Linked DNA regions of Sus scrofa: all the other regions are linked to region 1. Evidence: chromatin contacts called from public Hi-C and HiChIP or PLAC-seq data. All regions are on one chromosome and are shown on one strand. Each heading gives the region's core, a stretch centred on a gene start, on an enhancer-like site or on the middle of the called end of the contact. The rest is flanking DNA. Distances are from core to core; before and after follow the strand shown. Region 1 holds the start of CMTM7 (CKLF like MARVEL transmembrane domain containing 7). Region 2 holds the start of CNOT10 (CCR4-NOT transcription complex subunit 10). Region 3 has its middle 43 kb from the start of GPD1L.

What was found. Hi-C and Micro-C count contacts between places; a contact is called where the count stands out from the background. HiChIP or PLAC-seq counts read pairs in DNA pulled down with a chosen protein or histone mark.
Region 2: a contact with region 1 is called in an H3K27ac HiChIP or PLAC-seq map of alveolar macrophages. The contact joins the promoter of CNOT10 here to the promoter of CMTM7 in region 1. A contact is called at or near these places in 1 of 47 Hi-C or Micro-C datasets (embryonic fibroblasts) and 1 of 2 datasets of contacts at active chromatin or transcription factors (alveolar macrophages).
Region 3: a contact with region 1 is called in a Hi-C map of alveolar macrophages, with 4 times the contacts expected there. The contact joins the enhancer-like site here to the promoter of CMTM7 in region 1. A contact is called at or near these places in 10 of 47 Hi-C or Micro-C datasets (alveolar macrophages, embryonic fibroblasts, fetal heart ventricle and 7 more) and 2 of 2 datasets of contacts at active chromatin or transcription factors (alveolar macrophages and skeletal muscle).

The regions. Positions count from the first base shown.
Region 1 is chr13:18,370,543-18,373,828 of Sscrofa11.1, forward strand. It overlaps CMTM7 (CKLF like MARVEL transmembrane domain containing 7), which reads left to right and starts at 1,629. Exons shown (of 5, transcript NM_001243922.1): 1 at 1,629-1,842. The coding sequence starts at 1,684.
Region 2 is chr13:18,647,713-18,651,201 of Sscrofa11.1, forward strand. CNOT10 (CCR4-NOT transcription complex subunit 10) reads left to right here and starts at 2,013. Exons shown (of 17, transcript XM_021071550.1): 1 at 2,013-2,296. LOC110256561 (a long non-coding RNA gene) reads right to left here and starts at 1,928. Exons shown (of 4, transcript XR_002338194.1): 1 at 1,841-1,928.
Region 3 is chr13:18,081,492-18,084,811 of Sscrofa11.1, forward strand. No RefSeq gene overlaps it. Among named protein-coding and RNA genes, the nearest start is that of GPD1L, 43 kb to the right of the region's middle. Within about 2 kb of position 1,395, at least 13 of the 83 cell types and tissues checked have an H3K27ac peak or open chromatin away from gene starts, as enhancers often do. A contact at or near this core is called in alveolar macrophages and liver, where this site is marked.

The DNA of each region.
Region 1 (3,286 bases), core at 379-2,878:
ACTGAACTACCAGGCACTGTGACTGCTGTCTAAAGAGAACACAGATACTGGGAGCATTTTTTATTTTTTTGATCAAAGAAATTTTCTTCCTTTCTTTCTTTCTTTTTTTTTAGGGCCACACCCATGGCATATGGAGGCTCCCAGGCTAGGGGTCAAATTGGAGCTGCAGGTGCCAGCCTACACCACAGCTTACGGCAACACTGGATCCTTAACCCACTGAGCGAGGCCAGGGATGGAACCTGAAACCTCATGGTTCCTAGTCGGATTCATTTCTGCTGTGCCAAGATGGGAACTTCTGGAAATTTTCAAATGTACACAAAAGTGGAGAAAATAGTGTAGTGAAACCCCAACTGCCTCAACTTTGGCAATGACTGGTGCTCAAACTTGAGATTTTATCAGAATCACCTGGGAAACTTATCAAAGCAGAGATTGCATGAGTATCTCCACTTTCTAGAATCATCAAGACAGTCTCCTGACGACAGCACAGCCCTGGCATCCAGTGATCTCTTAGAGAGAGATTTTTGCATTATCTCCAAGTTTTTTTGAGAAATAACAAGATTGGCCACAGGGACACTCTGCTCAAAGAGAACACCGATAACATCTCACTTCAGTAGTCCTGTTTGCACCTGTCTTCAATTTAAAAGTAACCCAGGGAGTTCCTGCTATGGCTCAGCGGATTAAGAACCACACCTAGTGTCCATGAGGATGCCAGTTTGATCCCTGGTCTCGCCCAGTGGTTTAAGGATCCAGTGTTGCCATGAGCTGTGGTGTAGGCCAGCAGCAACAGCTCCAATTAAACCTCTAGCCTGGGAACTTGATATGCCACGGATGCAGCCCTAAAAAGACAAAAAATAAAATGAAAGTAACCCCAAAGGAGGGCAACATGGCTTGGATAACTGGCCGCTCCTATTAGAGGTAAACCTATGCTCTCCATGTGACTCAGCAAACCCACTCATAGGTATTTATCCAAAGAATTGAGAGCTTGTTTATGTCCACCAAAAAATCTCACCAGAATATTCACCACAGTTTTATTGGGCACACAGAATTCATCTCAATGTGTTGTACTGAGTGAAAGAAGCCAGACACAAATGAGAATATTGCTGTATTATTTAAAGTATATCAAGTCTGAGAAGAGAGGACACGAATCTGTAGTGACACAAGGGGGAAAGCACAAGTATTGGCATGTTCTATTGGTTGCTGGGGCGGGGGGGTTACACAGGTGTACGTACACATACAGAACAATTAACGGAGCTGAACACGGAGGGTTTGGGCATTTCAGTGTATGCGAGTTACACTTCAATCAAGCGCTCTTAGCACACATTCGCAGGCGCGCCCACACCAAATCCCAGGAGGCCCAAACCCAGCTGTGCCCGGGCCTCGCCCACCTCGGAAAGGCCACGGCCCAGGGCGTTGGTTTCCCTCCTCCCTCCAGCCCGACTTCCGCGCCTCCCCGAGGGCTAGGGGGTGCAGCCACCTTTCCGGAGATCGCGAACCGGGCCCTCCCCGGCCAGGTCCCGCCGAGGCTGGGTGAGCGTCCCCGCGCGGGCCCGGGGCGCTAGCGCCTCTCCCGGACGCTAGGGTCCCGCCCCGCGGCCCCGCCCCGCCCCGCGGCCCCACTCCGCCCCTTCGCAGCTGGCCTTCGGCCCCGGCCGGAGGAGGCGGCGGGCGGGCAGGGGCTGCGAAATGTCGCACGGAGCTGGGCTCGTTCGCACCACGTGCAGCAGCGGCAGCTCCTCGGGACCCGGTGCTGGCGCGGGGCAGCCGGGCGCGGGCTCGTCGGAAGGGCTGCTGGACCCCTTCTACCCCCGCACCCACGCGGCGCTGCTGAAAGTGGCGCAGATGGTGAGAGAGGCTCGGGAGCGGGCCGGGGGTCACACGGGGAGACCTGGAGGGCAGAGTCCGGGGAGGGATCGCGCCCGCCGCCGGAGCATCCCGCCCCCCCGGCGGAGAGCGTACCGCCCAAGTCAAGTCGGAGGGGGCTTCCTCGGGCGAGTTGAGCGTGCAGCTCCCGCGCTGGAACTCCGCCCCACTCGGTCTGCTCCAGCAGCCCCCGCTCCGGGGTCCCAAGTGTTTCCAGCAGTTCTGAGGGGCCTGCCCGCTCGTGACCGAAGCCGCCGCCAAAGTTCCTGTGCGTCTTCCTTCCTTTTCTCGGGCCGCGCAGCTTCGGACCCGAGCCGGGAGGGGAGAGTGCCCGGGCAGCGGCACTCAGGCCGCGGAACCCGACCTCTTCTCGGCCGCGGCCGCCTCTTTTCTGGAGCCGCGCGCCGCGGGGCTTCCTCCTCCGAGCGCGGAGTCCGAAGGCCTGGCTTCCCGGAGCGGAGCGGGGCGGGGAGAGAAAGCATCCGTGCGGCAGCCGTCAAGCTTCAAAGGGGGTCTCGCGGCCGTTGGACGGCAGCGGTCACTGGGGAACGTCGATTTTGGGGAGCCGGGGTCGCCAGACTGGGGGTCATTTTGGAGACGGGCAGGACGAAAGCCCAGGCGCCGAGTGCGACCAGAGCTGCAGGAACCTCCACCAGGGCAGACCTTCCCGGCCTGAGCCCTTGTTCCGCACTGTTTTCTCCCTTCCCGTTTTTTTTTTTTCTTCCTTAAAATATTTAAATCTTAAGGAAAACACCTTTCCCGTTTGTTGGATATGTTTTGAAACTGAGCTGGGCTGTTCTGTGACTCCACTCATTGTACTGTTTGCAGCCGGAATGGTGGACGGGGAAGTGGTAATTTTGAAAGGGGGTGTGAAGGAAGGGATGTGGGTTAGCCACCCGGTCACAGAGCCAGAGCCAGGGCCAGGGCAGCTGCATCAGCCCCAGGGATGGGCGCGGGATGAGGTCTGTCCAAGTATCCACAGCGCTGTTGCTCTGGATGCTGAGTGTGTACAGAGGGCTCTGGTTTTCTGCTTGGCCAGACCTGAAAGGAAGGGGGATTGAGTTCCCTTTTCTCGAAGAGCATTGAAGTGGACCAAAAATTAGAAAGTAGGGGCATTTTAGCTATTAACAAAAAAAATTATGTTGAGCTGTGTTGGTTTTGAGCAAGGCTTTTTTTTTTTTTTCTTTTTTCTTTCTTTTTTTTTTTTTTGATTTAGGCTAAGCGGTCTGATCAGTCAAATTGAGGGGGCTAGCCTACCTCCGCATCCTTAAAAAAATGGGTGGGGGTGGGTCAGGCCCCAGCTGAGCTGTATGGTGAGTTTGGTGGACAAAGATTGTAATCAGAGCCTCCATCTTGGTCCATGAGTTTAATGGACAAAGTTGTGAAGACAAACCTCCATTTCAATTTAAGCTCCTCAGCTAGCCTC
Region 2 (3,489 bases), core at 763-3,262, 280 kb after region 1:
AGGAGAAGAGATGAATTTCCCTTGGAAAAGATAATTTATGTACAGCCTTCCTACAGCAGGAGGTAGAGCTTCACAGCCCTCAACCACTCAACTGTGAGCTGCACTTAATGACTTAAAAGTAGAGAAGCCTGACAAAAATTACCTAAGCCAGGGGATCAAGGTCAACATCACCAAGTCATTGTGATAGTGCCTAGTCTCAATTTGATGCAATGAGAATGGCAAGTCACCCTGTGGTGTTTCTGCTAAAAATCTATAACCCTAGTCTAACCATGAAATAAAAAACAGTGGATGGAGTTCCTGTCATGGCTCAGCAGAAATGAATCTGACGAGTATCTGTGAGGACACAGGTTCAATCCCTGGCCTTGCTCAGTGGGTTAAGGATCCGGTGTTGCTGTGGCTGTGGTGTAGGCCAGCAGCTACAAGTTCAATTTGACTCCTAGCCTGGGAACCTCCATAATGCTATGACTGTGGCCTTAAGAGGACAAAAACAAAAAAACAATTAACCCATTCTTCAAAAACCTTGACTGGTACTCTTCAAAGCTGTCAACGTCATCAAGAACAAGGAAAATCTGGAATTCCCATCCTGGCTCAGTGGTTAACAAATCTGATTAGGAACCATGAGGTTGTGGGTTCAATCCCTGGCCTCGATCAGTGGGTTAAGGATCCGGCGTTGCCGTGAGCTGTGTAGGTCACAGATGAGGCTTGGATCCTGAGTTGCTGTGGCTCTGGCATAGGGTGGTGGCTACAGCTCTGATTAGACCCATAGCCTGGGAACCTGCATATGTCACAGGTGCAGCCCTAGAAGAACACACACACACAAAAAAAAAAAAGAATAAGGAAAATCTGAGAAGCAATAACAGCCAAGAATAGCCTGAGAAAGAATTCCCATAGTGGCCCAGCAGGTAAAGAACCTGACATAGTGTCCATGAGGATGTAGCTTCCTTCCCAGGCCCTTCCCTGTGGGTTAAGGATCTGGCTTGGCCACAAGTTGTGGTGTAGGTCACAGATGGGGCTCAGATCCTTGTGGCTCAGATCTGTCACTGCCCTGGCTGTGGTGTAAGCCTGCAGCTGCAGCTCCATTTAGACCCCTAGCCCAGGGATTTCCATATGCTGCAGATGTGGATGTAAAAAGGAAAAAAAGAATAGCTTATGGAGACATGAATAAATTTAATGTGGTATCCTGGAAAAGATCCTGGAACAGAAAGGGGACCGTAACTGAAAACTGGTGAATGGGAGTCCCTGTCGTGGCTCAATGGTTAACGAATCCGACTAGGAACCATGAGGTTGAGGGTTCGATCCCTGGCCTTGCTCAGTGGTTAACGATCCCGCGTTGCTGTGAGCTGTGGTGTAAGTTCCAGACGCGGCTCGGATCCCACATTGCTGTGGCTCTGCTGTAGGCCATTAGACCCCTAGCCTGGGAACCCCCATATGCCGAGGGAGTGGCCCTAGAAAAGGCAAAAAGACCAAAAAAAAAAAAAAAAAGAAAGAAAGAAAACTGGTGAAGTTGAAAAAAAAATTAATAGTAATATGCTAATGGTGGTTTCTTAGATGTGACAGATGTGTCGTAGTGACTTAATAATACTCAAAACGCTCACAAGAGCTCCATGTATCATTTCTGCAATTTTATATACATCTAAAACTTCTAAAACAAAATGTTTTGTTTTGACTTTAAATGGGGAAGGGAAAGGGCAACAGTGCCTTCTCAGAGATCTGTGAGAAATCAATGAGTATACAAGCCAAGTGCAAGCCTTAAGCTTAGCTAAGCTTAGCCTTAAGCTTAGATGTCAAGTGCAGTTATGTGGTTTTCCGTAAAATGAGGGACAAAAGGGCTGATACTTACGAAGTCTAACCAGGACAAGCACAAACACTAGCGCACAGCTTTCTCCCAGAGGTGCGGTTGAGCGTACTTCCGGACGGGAGCGCGCGCTCACGCTGCGGGGGGCGGGGCGCCGGGGACGCCAGCGTGGGGCGGGACCAGCCGCAGTTCCCACGCCGGCTGCGGCCCCCGGAAGTAGTGTGTCAGGGGACTCGGCGAGGCGGAAGCCGGGCATGGCTGGAGGCGGTGGCACCGCCCTGGCGGAGACGCTGCTGCTGTTGCTAGACTACGCGAGCTAGCCTTCGTCACTTCCTCAGCCCGCCGTCTGCCCACTCCACAGACCGGAACCCGGGGAGTGGGTGCAGACTTTTCCTCCGAGGTCCAGGACAGCGGTCGGCCGGGCAGCTGGAGTGGAGGCCACGCCACCTGCGGGGAAGAACCTGAGCCGAGGCGGGAAGATGGCTGCAGACAAGCCCTCAGGTGAGGTGCCCGCGCCCAGCGATCAGGGTCGAAACGGGACACGCGGGAGCAGGCAGACCCTGCGCTTCGGCGGAGGAGCTCCGGTTGGGGACTGGAGGTTGGGGACTCTAGGGTGACTCTAATTGGGGCGTGCCATTTCTCTCCCCATCCTCTCCCTCTGAGGGGCTAATGTGAGTCTTTGGGCCCGATGTCAGATAGTTTCTTACCAAGTGTGGCGTGAAGCTACTTCTGCCCTCCTTTGCCCCGCTCTCCGGAATAGCTCTGGTTTAAAAAGCTTAAACCTATGTGGCCGCTTCACAGATTTTCTGACTTCCCTTTGGGGAAAGCAGAGCAAGGAAAGTTCACCCTGGAAAAAGAGCTACCTTGATTTCCCCTGGCTCCGGCCAGGACTTCCCTGGCTGGTCACGGCGACATCAGCTTGCCTCTGGTCGGCCACGTCGTATATAATTAGCTTTATGAAAACCATTTATTTAAATGGGAATAACTTTATTGTGTCTCACTTCAGACTCTGCTTTTTAATATCTTGCGTGTGGAACCTGTTTTCCCCTAGTTCCTCAAGACTAATTTATCGTGACGATTTTCTTTATGGATTACTACCCCCTTCCTAAAAATCTTCTCCTTTGAAGAATATAAAATGCTTTCCTGCCTACTTTTGGGATGGTCTGGCCTATGTTTCCTGTAAGAAAATAATGTTCTCTGTGGCATCCATCCAGGTTTTGTTGGAATTTAAATGACAGGACTTAGAAGCAGTCAACACTTAAGATTTTTCACAGTAAAATTATTTTTAAAACTAAAATTAATTTAAAAAAGAAAAAAGGAAATCTCAAATGTAGTGTGTGTTTTAGTATGTCTTGATCTCAATAACTGAGAGTGGATCAGATATGGAAAGGCTCTCTAAGAGGTGACATTTGAACAAAGACTAAAGAGCCAGCCACAGGAAGCAAGAATGATGCAGATAGGTGGAGCAGCAGCTGTACAGACCCCTTGGAAAATGTACAGCAGGAAGACCTGGGAGCATAAGCACCTTGAGGACAGGCACTTTTGTCTGTGTTGGGGTTGTGTGCCGTTTCCAGCACCTGGACCAACTGCTGGCGTATCAGAGCACTCAGCGTATTTTATAGCATAGTGAGCAGAGGAGGTGAGGCAAGAGGCAAAGTCAGAGTTAGGGGGTGGGGGACAGCTTCTGTCAGTCT
Region 3 (3,320 bases), core at 145-2,644, 290 kb before region 1:
TAGAATTTTTGTGCCTGTGCTCAGGAGGAGTTTTGATCTGTAATTTTCTATTCTTATGATATATTTGTCTGGCTTTGGTATCAGGGGAATGCTACCCTCACGAGTGGGGGTTCTTTGTTACTGTGGCCTAACCTACCCTAGCCTAACTGATACGGTTCCTGAAAAAATATGATGCAGTTCTGTACTTATAATCTCCAAGATACAGTGTTAGGTGGTAAATGAATGTTGCAGACTCTATGGTATATGGTGTGCTATCATTTGTATAGGGAAAACCTAATCTATAAACCCATATATATGCATAGCATTTCTCTGGAAGAACGCATAAGGAACTGAAAATAAGGCTACCTCTGTGAAGGAAAAGTGAGCCACTGGAGTAGTAGGAAGAAGACTTTTTTTTTCCTTTTTATCCTCTCTTACCTTTTGAAATTTGTAACATGTACAGGTACACCTATATACACATACCACTTTTATAAAAATATTTATATTATAAGGAAGCATAGCCGCAGATGAGGGTCACAGAAATAAGTTTTGGAAAGAAATGCTGGAGTAGGGCATTGGGCATTGTTCCTAGTTACATGGCCTCCAAACTTAACTCCTTGGCCCTCACTAAGCTTCTGTAAGAACCTTAATGTTGTTTGCTTTTTTTTTTTTTTTAATTTTAGGGCCACACCCACAGCATATAGAGGTTTTCAGGCTAGGGGTCGAATCAGAGCTGTAGCTACCGGCCTACACAACAGCCACAGCAACGCAGGATCCAAGCTGTGACTGCGACCTACACTACAGCTCACGGCAACACCAGATCCTTAACCCACTAAGCAAGGCTGGGGTTCGAACCTGCATCCTCATGGATGCTAGTCAGATTCGTTAACCGCTGAGCCGCAATGGGAACTCTGAGAACCTTAATGTTGTTTAAGGAGTTCCTTTTCTGCTTCATACAACTTCAACTAAGAATCTAGATTGATGTGATTACAGGGATGCCTAAAGGGACAGCCAAAGGAACTACATGCGTCTAAAAGGTTCCTTAGTGGAGCTCCCTGGTGGCTTAGTAGGTTAAGAGGCTGTCATTGTCACTGCTGTGGTGTGGGTTTGATCCCTGGCCTGGGAACTTCCATATGCTATGTACGCAGCCAAAAAAACAAAAATAAGAATAAAGCCCTGTAGTGACTATAAAGCAGGGTGGTTCCTACCACACACGGCAATGGTCATGGGAGAAAACTCTCTATCAGTTAATATCTGCATTACCTTTTGCCTAGTGAGCAAAGGTTGTTCTTGGGAAATGCTCGGCAATGCTAACCTTCTTTTCATTTCAAAACAGGGGCCTGCACAGCTGTGCTTTGCAGATGGTGAACAGCTTCCGCTATTTTTAGCCAAGACAGCTCTAAGCTGAGGAAGCATGCACAGGACCAAAATTCCCCCGAGCCCGCTTCACTTCCTCAGTAACACCCTCAATTCTGGGCCAGAGATGCCGCATTGCATCCACAGATCTGCATCAGCCCCCAGAAAAGCTATGTTCTTGCCTAGAGAGAAACAGCTCTGGAGTTCTAGGACACTAGATTCAGTGAGAATAGCCATGGCCAGCTGAGGGGTCGCTGATTTATGAAAAGATACGTAATGAACACCCTGCGTTGTCTACAATTATGTACGAAAATTATCAAATACAGATTGAAAGACACAGACCAAACTCATCAGGCTGGCTGAAGTCAGAGCACAGAGCCGGAGGGAAGTGGGGGTGGTGTCGTAATGAAAAGGGATTCCAGCTTCACCTGCAATGTTTCATATTCATTAATGAGAAGACTGGATGCAAATCAGACAAAATTAACCTAAATTTTTTTTTGGCTGCACTCTTGGCATGCAGCTTTATCGTCTCTAATGATCTGTACCTTGGTTGCGGAAGGTTCCTTCCATATTTTACCTGTGTTTCTCCTGCCCCACACATCACCAAAGAGTCTAGCAGTCCCTTTAAAAATCTTCTGACAAAAAAGAAGAAAAAATAAAATAAAATGAGTTCTGGAGTTTCCATTGTGGCACAGTGGAAAAAATTTGACTAGGAACCATGAGGTTGCGGGTTTGATCTCTGGCCTTGCTCAGTGGGTTAAGGATCTGGTGTTGCCATGAGTTGTGGTGTAGATCGCAGACTTGGCTCAAATCTGATGTTGCTGTGGCTGTGGTGTAGGCTGGCAGCTGTAGCTCCGACTGGACGCCTAGCCTGGGAACCTCCATGTGCCATGGGTGTGGCCCTAAAAAGAAGAAAAAAAAAAAAGAGTTCCTGCTGTGGCACAGTGGGATTGGCAATGTCTCTGTAGTGCTGGGACGGAAGTTTGATCCCAACCCAGCACAGTGGATCTGGCATCACCAGGGCTGTGGCCTAGGTTGTATCTGAGGCTTGGATCTGAACCCTGGCCCCTCGCCCTTGGCCCCTGGCCCGGGAAATCCAGATGCCATGGAGTAGCCAAAAAAGAAGGAAAAAAAAAATCTTTTGGGGGAACTCCCTGGTGGCTAGGTAGGATAAGGATCCAGCATTGATACTGCTGTGCTACTGGTTTGATCCCTGGCCTGGGAATTTTCTAACACCATGGGTGTGGCCCCCCCAAAAAAGATCTTTTGACTGACTGCCAAATTCTAAATGCCTCTTCCTCCCTTCCTTCCTCTCTTCCTACCTTTCATCCTTCTTCCCTCAATCCTTCCTTCCTTGGAGCTGGAGAACTCTGCTTTAGAGACTGCTGTCAGCTGGAATTGGATGTGAAAGGGGCAGGGCCTTTGGTTCCGGGAGAACTCCCATGGCATCTGCTATTTTGGTCTGATAAACAGGCCTGCAGAGAATAAGTGTACAGTGGGCAGAAGAAAAGCTCTAAGAGAGATAATTGGGCACAGGCAGTTTGTCAAGTGAGGGAGAAATCCCTTTATCTCATTCTTATAGGGATATGAGTTGCTCTTCCCTTGAGGTTTTTCCCCCCCATTTTTGGCCACCCCTCGGCATATGGAGTTCCCAGGGCAGGGATCATATTTGAGCCACAGTTCTGACCTACACCACAGCTGCGGCAACGTGGGACCTTCAACACACTGTTCTGGGCCGGGGATTGAACTTGCTTCCCAGCGCTGCAGAGTTGCTGCCACCAATCCTGTTGCGGCACAGGGTTAACTCCTGTTTTAGTGAGTTTTGAAGAACTCTAGCCCCTAAGATTATTTCCAACATTCACTCACAGGTACGAGCAATGCCAGGCCATCCTGGAGCCATGTATCTAAGTCCTGTGCCAGCAGAGGTCAGTGGTACACCCAGCACTTTTGCTTTCCCTTAGGGACTTCAATTTGAGTGCCAAGGA